Regions from separate parts of the Rattus norvegicus genome. Here region 2 is linked to region 1. A link is a contact called in public Hi-C data. All regions are on one chromosome and are shown on one strand. Each heading gives the region's core, a stretch centred on a gene start, on an enhancer-like site or on the middle of the called end of the contact. The rest is flanking DNA. Distances are from core to core; before and after follow the strand shown.

The links. A called contact is a pair of places that touch in the nucleus more often than the background predicts.
Region 2: a contact with region 1 is called in a Hi-C map of prefrontal cortex, with 5 times the contacts expected there. The contact joins the enhancer-like site here to the promoter of Asb6 in region 1. A contact is called at or near these places in 6 of 12 Hi-C or Micro-C datasets (the A7r5 cell line, the Rat2 cell line, Schwann cells and 3 more).

The regions. Positions count from the first base shown.
Region 1 is chr3:34,509,859-34,516,394 of GRCr8, reverse strand. It overlaps Asb6 (ankyrin repeat and SOCS box-containing 6), which reads left to right and starts at 3,362. Exons shown (of 6, transcript NM_001399347.1): 1 at 3,362-3,586; 2 at 4,597-4,772; 3 at 5,546-5,652; 4 at 5,743-5,851; 5 at 6,368-6,454. The coding sequence starts at 3,474.
Region 2 is chr3:34,617,489-34,624,024 of GRCr8, reverse strand. No RefSeq gene overlaps it. Among named protein-coding and RNA genes, the nearest start is that of Tor1b, 20 kb to the left of the region's middle. Within about 2 kb of position 4,239, at least 3 of the 93 cell types and tissues checked have an H3K27ac peak or open chromatin away from gene starts, as enhancers often do.

The DNA.
Region 1 (6,536 bases), core at 2,113-4,612:
GGGCGTACTCCCTGCAGAAAAGGGGGAAATCCGTACAAGTCCAAAGAAGGGTGGGCCAGCAAGATGGCTCAGTGGATAAAGGAACTTGCTGCTGGAGCTGAAGAGCTTGCATGGACGTCTGTGCACCCCTTTTGTACCTAAAGCACACACAGTCCAGAAGAGGGCGCCAGATCCCCTTGGACTGAACCTGGGTTGAGCCATCTCTCCAGTGACCCACATGGTTGGAGGAACCAACTTCCTAAAGTTGTCCTCTGATTGCTTTGACTGGCCTGGAACTCAATATATAGTCCAGGATGGGCTTGAACACATACAGATTGTCCATTTGTCTCTGTCTCCTGAATGTTAGGATTAAAGGTGTGGTAGTCACTGTTGTCATTGCCATTGTTGTCATTGGTAGGGAGGCCAGCCACGTCTTCTTATGCTTGACAACCTTTTCACCCATGATTCACCTATGCATGTCCTGTGTCTATATCCTGTAGGAAACTTTTACTGTTTTATTGATTTTTGAAAGTTCTTTATATATTAAGGTTACCTCTGTACAATATTCAGTGTGACCCCTAAACTCCCCTGGGTGAGTAAGAGAGAGGCACAGATCTTTTTAGGGTCTGAGCTCTGTGTGTTTTATCCCTTACTGGGCTGAGAAGCTTTGGAGTTGGTGTAGCAGGATGGGGTTTGTCTGGTCAGGCAGAAAGGGAGCAGTAGTGGTGAGGAAAAGAGAGGGAAGGGTCAGAGCTGAAGGCAGGAGGTCTGAATGACAACTTTAATGGAAGGCAGATGGAGGAAACAGGACCCCTTGCTGACAAGAGGGGTCAAGGGGCATAGGGCTTTCCAAAGACAGGAGCCTGGGTGACGGGCTGGCAGTGGAGCCTGGCTCCACTATGAGATGCCTAAGGGCTGTGAAAGGGCAAAGGTCAGTTCCTCCCTCCTGCAAGTCTAGACCTCTAAAGACCCAAAGCCAGAGAGCTGAAGGGACTGCGTTCCTGGAGGATTGTGGGTAGAGAGGCCGGATAGACTAGCTGACAGTCTACCCTGATGTGCTTGGGCAAGCTCTAAAACCTCTTTGAGTCGGATTCCTGATCATGTCAAGGTTATTATTTATCTACTAGGCCTTAACAGAATCCATGTGAAGAGTGTTTAGTCCAGTGCTAGGACCCAAGGAGGGCTCCAATATATACAAGTTAACTCTGATGTTACATGTATTTACATTAAATATGCATGTATACGCATGCGCCGTGTGTGGGTGTGGGTGTGTGGAGGTCAAAGGACAATCTGTAGGAGTCTGTTCTCTCCCTCTACCATAGGGTCCCAACGACTGAGTTCAGGTCACATGGCTTGGTGGCAAGCCTCCACCTTCTGCACTATCTCGGCAGCTCAGCTCTTTTTACTCTGTCCCCTCTCTCGGCCGTTGGTGACATCAACATGCCTTTCATTGGAGCTAGGCCTGTGAAAGCTGGGCAGATGATCAAGTTATAGGTGAAGACTGGCTGGAGAGATGGTTCAGCCATTAAAGGCTAGGCTCACAACCAAAAATAGAGGTGACGACATTGAGGCCAAGGCCAGAAGGCCCACATCTGGGTTCACCTGTTCCACAGAGCTTGTATTCTACCCTCTGAATTCTGCTGATGCTTGGGGACCTTCAAAGTGATATTATATGGAAGAAGGGTCTTGTAGATATCAGAAGGTTAAACTGCTGCCATCTGGATCAGGGCAGCTTCCAAACCCAAGAGGGCTGGAGCCACTGAGGAAGGAGTGACCTGGATGAAGCCACAATGTCCAGTCTACATGGTGCTGGGTGTGGAACCCAACCAAGGCTACACGCATGTCAACCAAGCATTCTGACAGCTGAGCCATGTCCCAAGCCCCCAAGTGCAACTTTGGGGTTTTATTTCATGAATGTGAATGTTGTGCCTACATGGACGGCTGTGTACCACTTTTGTGCCTAATGCCCACAGAGTCCAGAAGAGGGCGACAGAGCCCCGTGGATTGAACCTGGGCTGCGCCATCTCTCCGGAAACCCGCCACCCTCCATCCCACTCCTTCCCTTTGGGAGATAGGGCCTCCCTACGTAGTCCTGACTGGCTAAGAACAGGACCTAGGTCCTTTCCAGAGCAGCCAGTGTTCTTAATTGCTGGGCATCTCTCCAGCCCCTTCTACAGATTTTTCCCCATTATTCCCTAAACAATTACCAACTTGATATTTACTCTGTTGGGTGCAGAGACATCTAGAACTGATATAGAGGAGCTGTGTAACCATTCCATGTAAGATCCTTGAATGCCCACTGGGTTTGGTGTCCTGGGCATCCCAGAACCAAGCTTGTGATCTCAACACTTGAGAAGTGGCGGCAGGAAGCTCAGGAGTACAATGGCAGCCAGCCTCAGCTATTCTGAGAGTTCAAGGCCAGCCCAAGCTATATGAGATCCTGTCTTTATTTTTTTAATATTATTTATTACATATAAGTACACCGTCAGTCTCTTCAGACACACCAGAAGAGGGCATCAGATCTCATTACAGATGGTTGTGAGCCACCATGTGGTTGCTGGGATTTGAACTCAGGACCTCTGGAAGAGTGGTCGGTGCTCTTAACCACTGAGCCATCTCTCCAGCCCCAGATCCTGTCTTTAAAACAAACAAGAAACTTTGTTCCGTGCCAGTAACTCTGTGGCAGATGGCAGGTGCCAAGCAGAGAGACCACAAGCCCCCACAAAGGATTGGAGCCATGGCTATGATGATGCAGCCTCAGGACCACTGACACCTACCCATAACTGGCCTTTCTAGAATCATCAGGGCCTTGCTGCAGGACTCAAAGTCGCAGCCACTCAAATTTGTGTAGGGGGAAGCTACCTGGTACAATTCTTTCTGTTGCGTCTCTGCTGCCTTCCCACTCAGGGTCTAGGGAAGTGATATTATGCCAATTTTACAGACCAGGACAGGAAGGGTCACCGAGTTCCTCCAGGAAAAGCGGGAAAAGTGGGCACCCTGTTTAGCCAGGGGGTGAAGGGACAGAGAATAATGAATTGTCCCCAGTATTTGTGGGGAAGAGTTAGGGTGCAAGGTCCTCATTGCGCCATTCAGTTCAGAGTAGAGAGACTTCCTTAGGAAGTGGCCAAAATCAAATAGGCTGCAGAAAGCAGTGTCCGGGCTCCGAACTGGGCCTATGTCACCTCGGGCAGGAGCAGGTCAGTAGCGGGGCCACACTCCCCCTTGGAGCTTGGACGCCCTGCAGCGGCCTCGCGGGGAATTTCAGGGCGGGGCGGAGCCGGGGCAGTGATGATAGTCGCGAGGTCCTCCCCGGCGGTAGGGGGCACTGTAATGCACATGAGCCCTCACAGGCCCTCAGGACAGGAAGTAGGGGTGGTAGGATAACTTCCGGTGCGGAACTGAGGCCTGGGAGGACGACTGCTCACCGGCGCGGGGTCTGAACCGGTAGATCGGGAGGTGGTGGCGAGTGGGTATCCGGACGCGCGGCCGACGCCATGCCGTTCCTGCACGGCTTCCGCAGGATCATCTTCGAGTACCAGCCCCTGGTGGACGCCATCCTGGGTGCCCTGGGCATCCAGGATCTGGAGCGGCAGGAGCCTCTGGATGAGTGAGTCGCTGCGGTCCCCTGTGGTTGTCGCGGCGGGAGCGGGAGCTGCGTGGCTGCGAGCTCGAGCGCCAGCCTGAGGTGGGCTCGCAGCGTCTTGCAGGGCAGAGGGCCAGGGCCCCGGAGCCGCTCCCTGTGCATGGATGCCGGAGGAGAGGTCCTGGCTGGGACCGACAGCGCTTTTTGCAGACAGCAGGCCTCTTCGAGAGTCTCTGGGGGAAGCAAGCCGGTGTGGTCCGTGTGCCCTGTGCAGACTTCCTTGGGTACTAGGAGCGCTACGCCTTCGGAGTGCTTGTGCCACCGAGACAGACCAGCACCCAGACCAGCACCGTGGGGTGGGATGCAGGGAGTAGGGCGGGGCAAAGGAATAGCACTGGGAGAGTCATGAGCCGGAATTGCAGACTTTCAGTCTCAACAAGGATGTCTTTTCTAAACCACACTAGCTCGCTCTTCTGCGGCCTACTCTGTAAATGTAGTGCCAGGCGGTTTCCAGAACTCGGAGGCGGGGCAGCAGGGCTGCACAAGGCGCTACTGCCCTCCCTTGGCGGAAACTAGCATATTCAAGAAGGCCGCCCTAGATAAGCGTTTGGTCAGATCTTGGATCCCACCTGTTGCAAGAGAAGAGGTCTGGTGGGTGAGATTAGGGAGAAGAGCAACTGAGGAGCATTGGGACAGGAAGGTGACTCTGAAGGTGGTGTCTGAGCCATTGTCCAGAGCTGGGGCAATGTATGGAGTAGTGTCCAGGCCCAAGTAGCACTTAGTAGGTAGTTTTGTCTAGGAAGGGTGAGAGCTTTAGGGCCACCCTCGTGGTGGTATGAGAGAGGACGGGACAGAGCCAGGCCTTTGACAGCAAGCTGAAGGATGGCTTTGAAGTCACTTCACACATTTGACCAAGAAAGAGTTGTGTCCCACAGAGCATGGGCAGTTTGTGTGGGTGATTGTGGAAGGGCACACAGGCTAGGGCCACTGGTCCCCAGGAGTTCCCACTTGGTCTTTTCTGCCTCTTGGTGCAGTTACGCTTCCAGTGAGGAGAGCCGGATCCTGGTCCTTACGGAGCTGCTGGAGCAGAAGGCCCACTCTCCTTTCTACCAGGAAGGTGTGAGCAATGCTCTGCTGAAGATGGCCGAGCTGGGCCTGACCCGGGCAGCTGCGGTCCTCCTGCAGAGTGGGGCCAACCTCAACTTTGAAGGTCAGCAGCGGCCTGAGAATGGGGGTGGGGGCGAGCAGGGCTAGGCAGTCAGCCCTGGCCTCTGCTTCCCCTCTTGTCTTTGGGGTGACTTCCCATGTTCTTTTCCTTTGGGTGGCTTTCTGGGGGCTCTTAGCACCTCTCCTCCCACATCTTCCAGATTAATCCTTCTGCTGTGGAGAAAGTACACTGGCAGTGCCCAGAGCTAAGGGAAGGTGATTTTCTCTGAGCTGTCCTGCAGGTGTTGCTCTGGTCCTAGGGGTGGGGAGATAAGCCACACTAGGCATCAGTGACGGCAGGCTGCCTAGGTTCTTTAAGCGTCAGGTCAGGGATGATGAAGTGTCAGCCACCTGCCTTGTCTCTGGCTGTCACCCCAGGAGGTAGGAGACAGGTGGGGCTGCCAGTGCTGACCCACACGCATGCTTTTGTGTCTTTCATTGGAGAACATGCTCAGAGGATGTAGGAAACTTGGGATCCTGCAAACTACAGATGGGGGGGGGGCTGGGGGAGGGTGTTCCAAAGCCCATCCACATGGTCAAATGGCCTGGCTGTGAGACACATTTGGAAGGCTGAGGCAGAGGGATCTCTGGTGACCTTGAGCCCAAACCAGGTCAAGGCTACCGGGGCTGGCCATGCTGCTGAGCTTGAGCACTTTGCGTTCTCCTCAGGACAGTCCTGAGGAAACTTCATCTTCACACCTGAGGTGGGGGTGCCAGGGAGAGTCTCTGAGGCTAGGTCCTTCGAGAACAGACTAACCCGAACTTCCTTGCCTTCAGACCCTGTCACCTACTACACAGCCCTGCACATTGCTGTCCTGAGAAACCAGCCTGACATGGTGGAGCTGCTGGTGCGCCACGGGGCTGATATCAACAGGAGGGACCGGGTAAGGGTCAGCTCCAATCTTGGGCATGATTAGTAGGTTCACCAGCGAAAGCCACCCCAGGCAACATGGCTGCTATCCCCTTTGGTTCAGATCCACGAGAGCAGCCCCTTGGATCTGGCCAGTGAGGAACCTGAACGCCTGCCCTGCCTGCAGCGCCTCTTGGATCTTGGAGCAGATGTCAACGCAGCAGACAAGAATGGTAAGAGATGGCTCAGAGGTTAAGAGCACTGGCTGTTCTTCCAGAGGTCCTGAGTTCAAGTCCCAGCATCCACACATGGCAGATCACAACTGTCTTTAACCGTGTTTCCAGGAGATCTGATGATCTCATCTGGTACAGACATACCTCATGTAGGCAAAGCACTCATACGTAAAGTAAGAAGAGTGCTGTGGTGGGAGGCTGGCCGTCCCAGGGACTGGGTACCTGATAAAAGTTCGGGAAGGACAGGCAGGTGTCTGGGTGCTGGCCCCAGTAGGTGGCATAGCCACAGCTGGCACCCAGGCAGAGGGTGCCAGTCTGCCCGAGTCCAGAGAGTGTTGTCACTGTCTGCACACTGCCCCGGGAGGCGTCTTTGAGAAGTGAGTATGCCCAGCAGGTCTCTCTTGGCCCTCTTGTTCCTGTTTTTGTGTGGGTGAAACGGAGCCGGCGGCTGGTCCCTCAGCCCTGAGAACCCTGCTTCCACCCACCTCTGGGCCTCATCTTCGCTCTGCTCCTTAGGGAAGACAGCGCTGTTGCATGCTCTGGCCAGCAGTGATGGGGTGCAGATCCACAACACAGACAACATCCGGCTCCTCCTGGAGGGAGGTGAGGTTCCCTACCTGCCCACACTGGGGCAGCTGCTCTCCACACACACACACACACACACACACACACACACACACACACA
Region 2 (6,536 bases), core at 2,990-5,489, 110 kb before region 1:
TTTTTTTTTTGAGGCAAAGTCTAGTGTAGCCCAGACAAGCTCCCAACTCCCTGTGTAGCCAAGGACACTTTAGCCACCAAGCCACCTCTCCAGCCAAGTTGTAGTCATCTTGACTAGTAACTTCGATGGTCCATGACGACCGTGAGTAGCACTGCCCACCGCCCAGAACAGTTTTTAACAGTGGATTCTAACATGCAAAAGCCTGTGGCCTTCTTATTCTGGCCTGGCCCAGGGGATGTGGCCGACTTTGGCTAACTGTGGTGACCCAGGACCACGCAGGAGCAGAAAGGCACTCTGATGATGCTACAGGGACTCCGCAAGGCAGCACTGTGTGGAAAGAGTGGAGAGAGACAGGACCTTTCTCTGGTTGTCTGGGTTAGCATTTGAATGCAAGGCTCTCGCTCCATTTCCTGCTGTCCGAATGTTGCTGCTGTGCAGAGGAACCAGAGTCAGGAGCTTGGCCAAGCCATTCCCGAACCCTGCCTTCTCGGGCTTTTCCAGCCCCAGCCTCCAGTTTCGAGGCCTCCCCTGAGCCCCAGGACTCATATCCTTCCTGCTGTTTTTTTTTCCCCCTGCATTTTTTATTCCCCTGAAAAGCTGAGGTCCCTAGGGTGCAAGCCCCAAAGGCCTTCTCCAGCTTTAAACCAGATCACCAGCCTGGTCCAGAGGGTGATTCCTTCAGATTCCATCGGAAAGTGTGTATGTGTGCGTGCGTGTGTGTATGTGTGCACTGATGTCTGGAGTGTCCAGTCCTTTCTGCTGCAGCTTCGTGTGCACTGATGTCTGGAGTGTCCAGTCCTTTCTGCTGCAGCTTCTGAAGAGAGCTTTGTTGTTTTTTGTTTTTGTTTTTGTTTTTTTGTGGATTGATTGGATTTGGTTTTTTGCTTGCTTTGTTTTGTTCTGAGACCCTGTCAAACTCCACAAAACTCCCACAAAAATACAACCCCAAAAGAGCTAACGTCTGGCGAATCTGGCCGGAGTGTCTCTATTCATATTTTCATGGTTCAGGAAATGGTCTCAAAGCGTCCCCTTCCACACTCAGGCAGAAGCGGTGATGTACTTCCCAGGCCTAACCACTAGATGGCAGAGCAGGCACAGTTAAGAATAGGACTCGGGCTGGAGAGATGGCTCAGAGGTTAAGAGCACTGGATGCTCTTCCAGAGGTCCTGAGTTCAATGTCCAGCAACCACATGGTGGCTCACAACCTTGGGATCTAGTGCTCTCTTCTGGCCTGCAAGTAAAGTATACACACAGGCAGAATATAGTAGCTAAAAAAACAAAACAAAAACAAACTAGTGTTCTGCAGGGTGGAATGTTGGTTCATTGTAGATTTCTACCCAAAGCTGGAAAGGCTGAGAACTGGTGAGCGTTAGTGACAGGTCCTGCCTGAGAAAAGACAACAGCCAAGAACCCCCAACTGAAGCAGAACCACCATTCATGGGTGTTAACTACCTCCCCTGAGTCTTTAGAAATCACCCCCAAACACAGCTGTTATGCAGCAAAAGAGATGTCAACAAGGGACTCAAGGAAACCCCAGTTCCTATCCTGACGTCTGCTAGCATTCCAGTCCTGCTCCCTGAATGACCCAGAGGTGCGCTGACTTGCTAGGGCTCTGACTGCTGGGGACTCTTATGAGATATTTGCTGGCGTGCCTGGGTTTGTGTACAAAGGTTCTAGTTAATCCTAGCTCTGTCCCTATCAGCTGTGCAACTCCAGGCAACTGTTTAAACCTCTCTGAACCTCCATTTTCTCATCTGTAGACTAGGCATAACAGAACCAGCTAGAAACCCCATAGTGACACATCATGGCATCCCGTGTATATTCCTTCTTGGTTTTTGAGAACCAGGGCCCTGCACATTCAAGGCAGAACACACGCTTCATGGCTGTGCCACCTCTCAGCCCCATCAAACAATGGTTTGTGGTGTTTAAAAAAAAGTCAATCTACAGGGCCCAGGGAGATGGCTTCTTCAGTAAAGTCCTTGCCATACAAGTATGAAGACCTAAGTTCAGATCCCAGGTGCTGGCACACGAAGCAAGAGACAGTGTGTGCACCTCTGTGGTTGGCTGTCGATACTCAGGTGAGGGTGGTGTAATAAAAGACTACAGTTGGTAATTGGACAATGAAAAAGGAAGCCGGTGCCCAAGCCCTCTCCCGGGGGCCAGAGGGAGGTCACTCACCTGTTTCCCCCATGACCCTCCTTCTGAACCCCATGTATCATAGGGAACTTTCACCTTCTGGTCTTTCTAAGCAAAGTGTGAATAGGATTTTTACTCCCTTTGTACAGTATTCTGAACAATGCAAATAAAGAGCACCGTGTCTGTTTCCAAAAAAAAAAAAAGAAAAAGGAAGCCGGGGCTGAGAGGGTCAGAGACAGAAGACGGGGGAACAGAGGACAGAAGGACAGAGAAGATGGAGGAAGACGAGGACAAACCGATCCACGTGGCTTTAAATAGCCACAGGTAGCTATGGATAGCATAGAAGACCATAGAACAATATAGGGCAATTTGTCCAATCTAGGTGGGCAGCTTGTATCCACATATATTGGCTCTGAGTTCATTGTGTGGGCGTTTCGGGAGTTGAGAATTTACTGATATAAATCAGACTGATAAATTACAAGCCTCTAGAGTTTTGATTTACAGGGTTACGAGGATTTGGGACAGCTTGCTGCAGGTGGCAGATGACTGGGAATGTGAGCGGGTCTGCTGCAAGGAGTTGGGCGCATGCCACATGGGGTTACCCTGGAGGTGGGGAGACCGCTGGGGCCAGAGAATAGCTGTCTATAGTGTGGATTGCTTTTTAATAATACATCCAACGTACCTCTATTTCCAGCATGGAAGGTGGAGAAAGGAGGATCTCCGGGGACTATTTTTTTTTAGGATTAATTAATTTATATATTATATTTATTATAATATTATTAAAATATTTATTATATCAATATATTATATTTATTATGTATTACACTTATGTACACTATAGCTGTCTTCAGACACACCAGAAGAGGACATCAGATCCCATTATAGATGGTTGGGAGCCACCATGTGGTTGCTGGGAATCGAACTCAGGACCTCTGGAAGAGCAGTCGGTGCTCTTAACCACCGAGCCATCTCTCCAGCCTCCTCCCTGGGACTATTGAACCAGATAGCTTAGTTGACTCAGTGATCTGAGCTCCAGGTTCAATGAGTGTCCTTGTCTCAAAACAAGCAGTGAGCCCAGCCAGGTGCACACCTTTGATTCCAGCACTTGGGAGGCTGAGGCAGGCAGCTCTATGTGCTCCAGGCCAGCCTGGTCTACAGAGAGACTTCCAGGACAGTCAGGGTTAAACAGGGAAACCCCGTCTCAAAAAATACTAACACTACTACTAATAATGGGGGAAGTAACTGAGGAAGACAACCAATTTCTATCTACACACACACACACACACACACACACACACACACACACACACACACAGAGTCAGCAAACCAGGCATAGTAATGTATGCTTGAGATCTATTTAATTTACCTAGTAAGAATCTTGTCTCCAAAACCTTTAAAAAAAGAAAAAGGCAAAAAATGCAAAGTAACAGGGGGGACTGGAGAGATGGCTCGGTGGTTAAGAGCATTAACTGCTCTTCCAGAGGTCCTGAGTTCAATTCCCAGCAACCCCCAGGTAGCTCACAAGCATCTGTAATGGGATCTGACGCCCTGAGGACTGTGACAATGTACTCACATACACGAAGTAACAGGGGAAACAAAAAACAAAACACAAACAGAAACATTCCGTCCCTGCTCTGCTGCGTCATTCCCAGCCCAGTATCTCAGCACAGCACCAGCCTTGTGGCCTTCAAGCCTGTAACAGGTGTGTCTGTGCCCACAGGTGGCATCTGGGCTCAGTTTTCCAGTGTCCTGGGGCCAGAGTACATGAGCACGAGGAGCTGAGCTTCCGTCGGAGGTGTCGTTGTCCTCAGCAGAGGTCACGTAAGGAGACTACTGCGATCATCATTTCTGTAACAAAACATGTGGTTTTGTAAACAATGACTTCACTTTTTCCAGCGCAGAGCATTCTCGTCTAGTATAGAATGAGCATGGTGGCTCAGAGCTTGGTGAACCAGAGCATCCAAATCAAACAGAGCCTTACTAAGCCTGCCCCCATCAAGCCCCCAGCCACCCTTCACAGCCGGCTTATACATGTGAGTCTTCTACACAGGCCACGTGTTGTTTCTGGCTGTGGGACTTCAAGAACCTCAGAATGACTGAGAACCATCACTGTGACTCATGTTTGGTCTAGGGAAAGTCCCATCCTCCAGAGTGGACTCTGGCGGCTCCAGGGCGTTGGTCAACCTGTGTCTCTGTGGTGGTTTGAATAGTTTTGGTCCCCATAGGCTCATGTGTTTAAATGCTTTGCCATAAGGGGTGGTACTATTAAGAGGTGTGGCCTTGGGGCTGGGGATTTAGCTCAGTGGTAGAGCGCTTACCTAGGAAGCGCAAGGCCCTGGGTTCGGTCCCCAGCTCCGAAAAAAACCAAAAAAAAAAAAAAAAAAAAAAAAAGGTGTGGCGTTATTGGAGGGAGCGTGTCACTGTGGAGGCGGGGTTTTGAGGTCATATATTTGGAAGATGCCACCGCCAACCAGTGTGACACACTCCTCCCCTTTTGCTGTGTGGGGATCAAGATGTAGAACTCTAGGCTCCTCCAGCACCATCTGCCTGCCTGGATGCTGCCGTGCCTCCCACTATGGTGATAGTGGACTGAACCTCTGAAACTGCGAGCCGGCCCCGATTAAATGTCCATTATAAGAGTTGTCATGGTGTCTCTTCACAGCAGTAAAATTCTAAGAAACGCCCCTTGGGGCTGGAGTGATTAACAGCACTGACTGCTCTTCCAGAGGTCCTGAGTTCAAATCCCAGCAACCACATGGTGGCTCACAACCATCTGTAATGGGATCTGATGCCCTCTTCTGGTGTGTCTGAAGACAGCGACAGTATGCTCACATACATAAAACAAACAAACAAACCTTTAAACAAATAATACGTAAAAGTTTTAAACAGAAAAGGAAAGACAAAAAGGCTCAGGAGATGAGCCAGCAGGTAAAGTCATGGGTCACAGAAGTCTGACAACTCAAGTTCTGTCCCTGGAACCCATGTAGTGCGTGCAGATGTGGTCCCCGTGCAGTCCCAGCACCCCAGGGGAGATGGAAGGTGAGACAGGTTCACACTGCTGCACAATAGAGAAGAAACAAGAGAGCCTGTCTCTAACCAAGGTGAAGAATTCCCCCACTCCCCCACCCCCACATTAGTAAATAATCGTTTTAAAGTAGAAGGGGACGGGAGAACTGGCCGGCTGCTCCTGCAGGGGACTCAGGATCGATTCTCAGTGCTCACACCATGCAGATCAAACCCCCTGTAACTCCACTTACAGGAAGGACACAGGGGTTCCTTGGCGTCTGTGTATCCATCCATAGGCATGTGGAGGTTAGAGCACAGCTTGTCAAGAGTTGCTTCTTTCCCTCCCGTGTGTGAGTCCAGGGACGGAACTCTGGCCAGCAGTCTTGGTGGGGTTAAGTCCTTTACTAGCAGGCTGTCTTCCTGTTTGATTTTTTTGCAAACAATAAAAAGAAAAGAGACGGACACATAGCTATTGTTTGAAGACATGAAACGGTGTGCTGTGGCCATCTCTCCTCATCACTGCATACAGATAAGGCCTGAGCTACAGGCCAGCCATCAGCCAAAGTTGCTGGCAGACTTTGTCATGGGCTGTGACCTCTTGTCACTTCACAGTACCAGGCCTAGGGCTTGGGGAAGGGACAGACACTGATGTGGATAAAGTATTCCTAAGACATATGTTGTACATGTTATGTATAGTGCATATATTTACATAGTTTATGATGTATGGTGCTGGGGTTAGAGCCCTGGGCCTTGTACCAGGTTATTAAATGTCAGCCTTTAAAAGGCTGTGGTGTGTGTTTGTGTGTGTCTGTGTGTATATGTATGAGTGTGTGCGTGTTTGTGCATGTGTATGTAGTGTATGAGTATGTATGTGTGTCTGTGTGTGTATGTATATGAGTATGTGTGCATGTGTGTGTGTATGAGTATGTATGTGTGTCTGTGTGTGTATGTGTATGTGTATATGTGTGCGTATGAGTGTGTATGTGTGTATGTATGTGTATGAGTGTGTATGTGTGTATGTGTGTGTATGTGTATGTATGTGTGTGTATGTATGTATGTGTATGTGTGTATGTATGTGTGTGTATGTGTGTATGTATGTATGTGTGTATGTGTGTGTATGTATGTGTGTATGTGTGTATGTGTATGTGTATATGTGTGTATGAGTGTGTATACGTGTATGTATGTGTATATGTGTGTATGTGTGTGTGTATGTGTATGAGTGTGTATGTGTGTATGTGTATGTGTGTGTATGTATGTATGTATGTATGTGTGTATGTGTGTGTGTGTATATGTGTATATGTGTGTGTGTATGTGTGTGTGTGCATATGGAGACTGGAGGTCTTTAATGGGAGCTTCCCTAGCCACTTCTCCACCTAATTTTTTGAGGTTGGGTT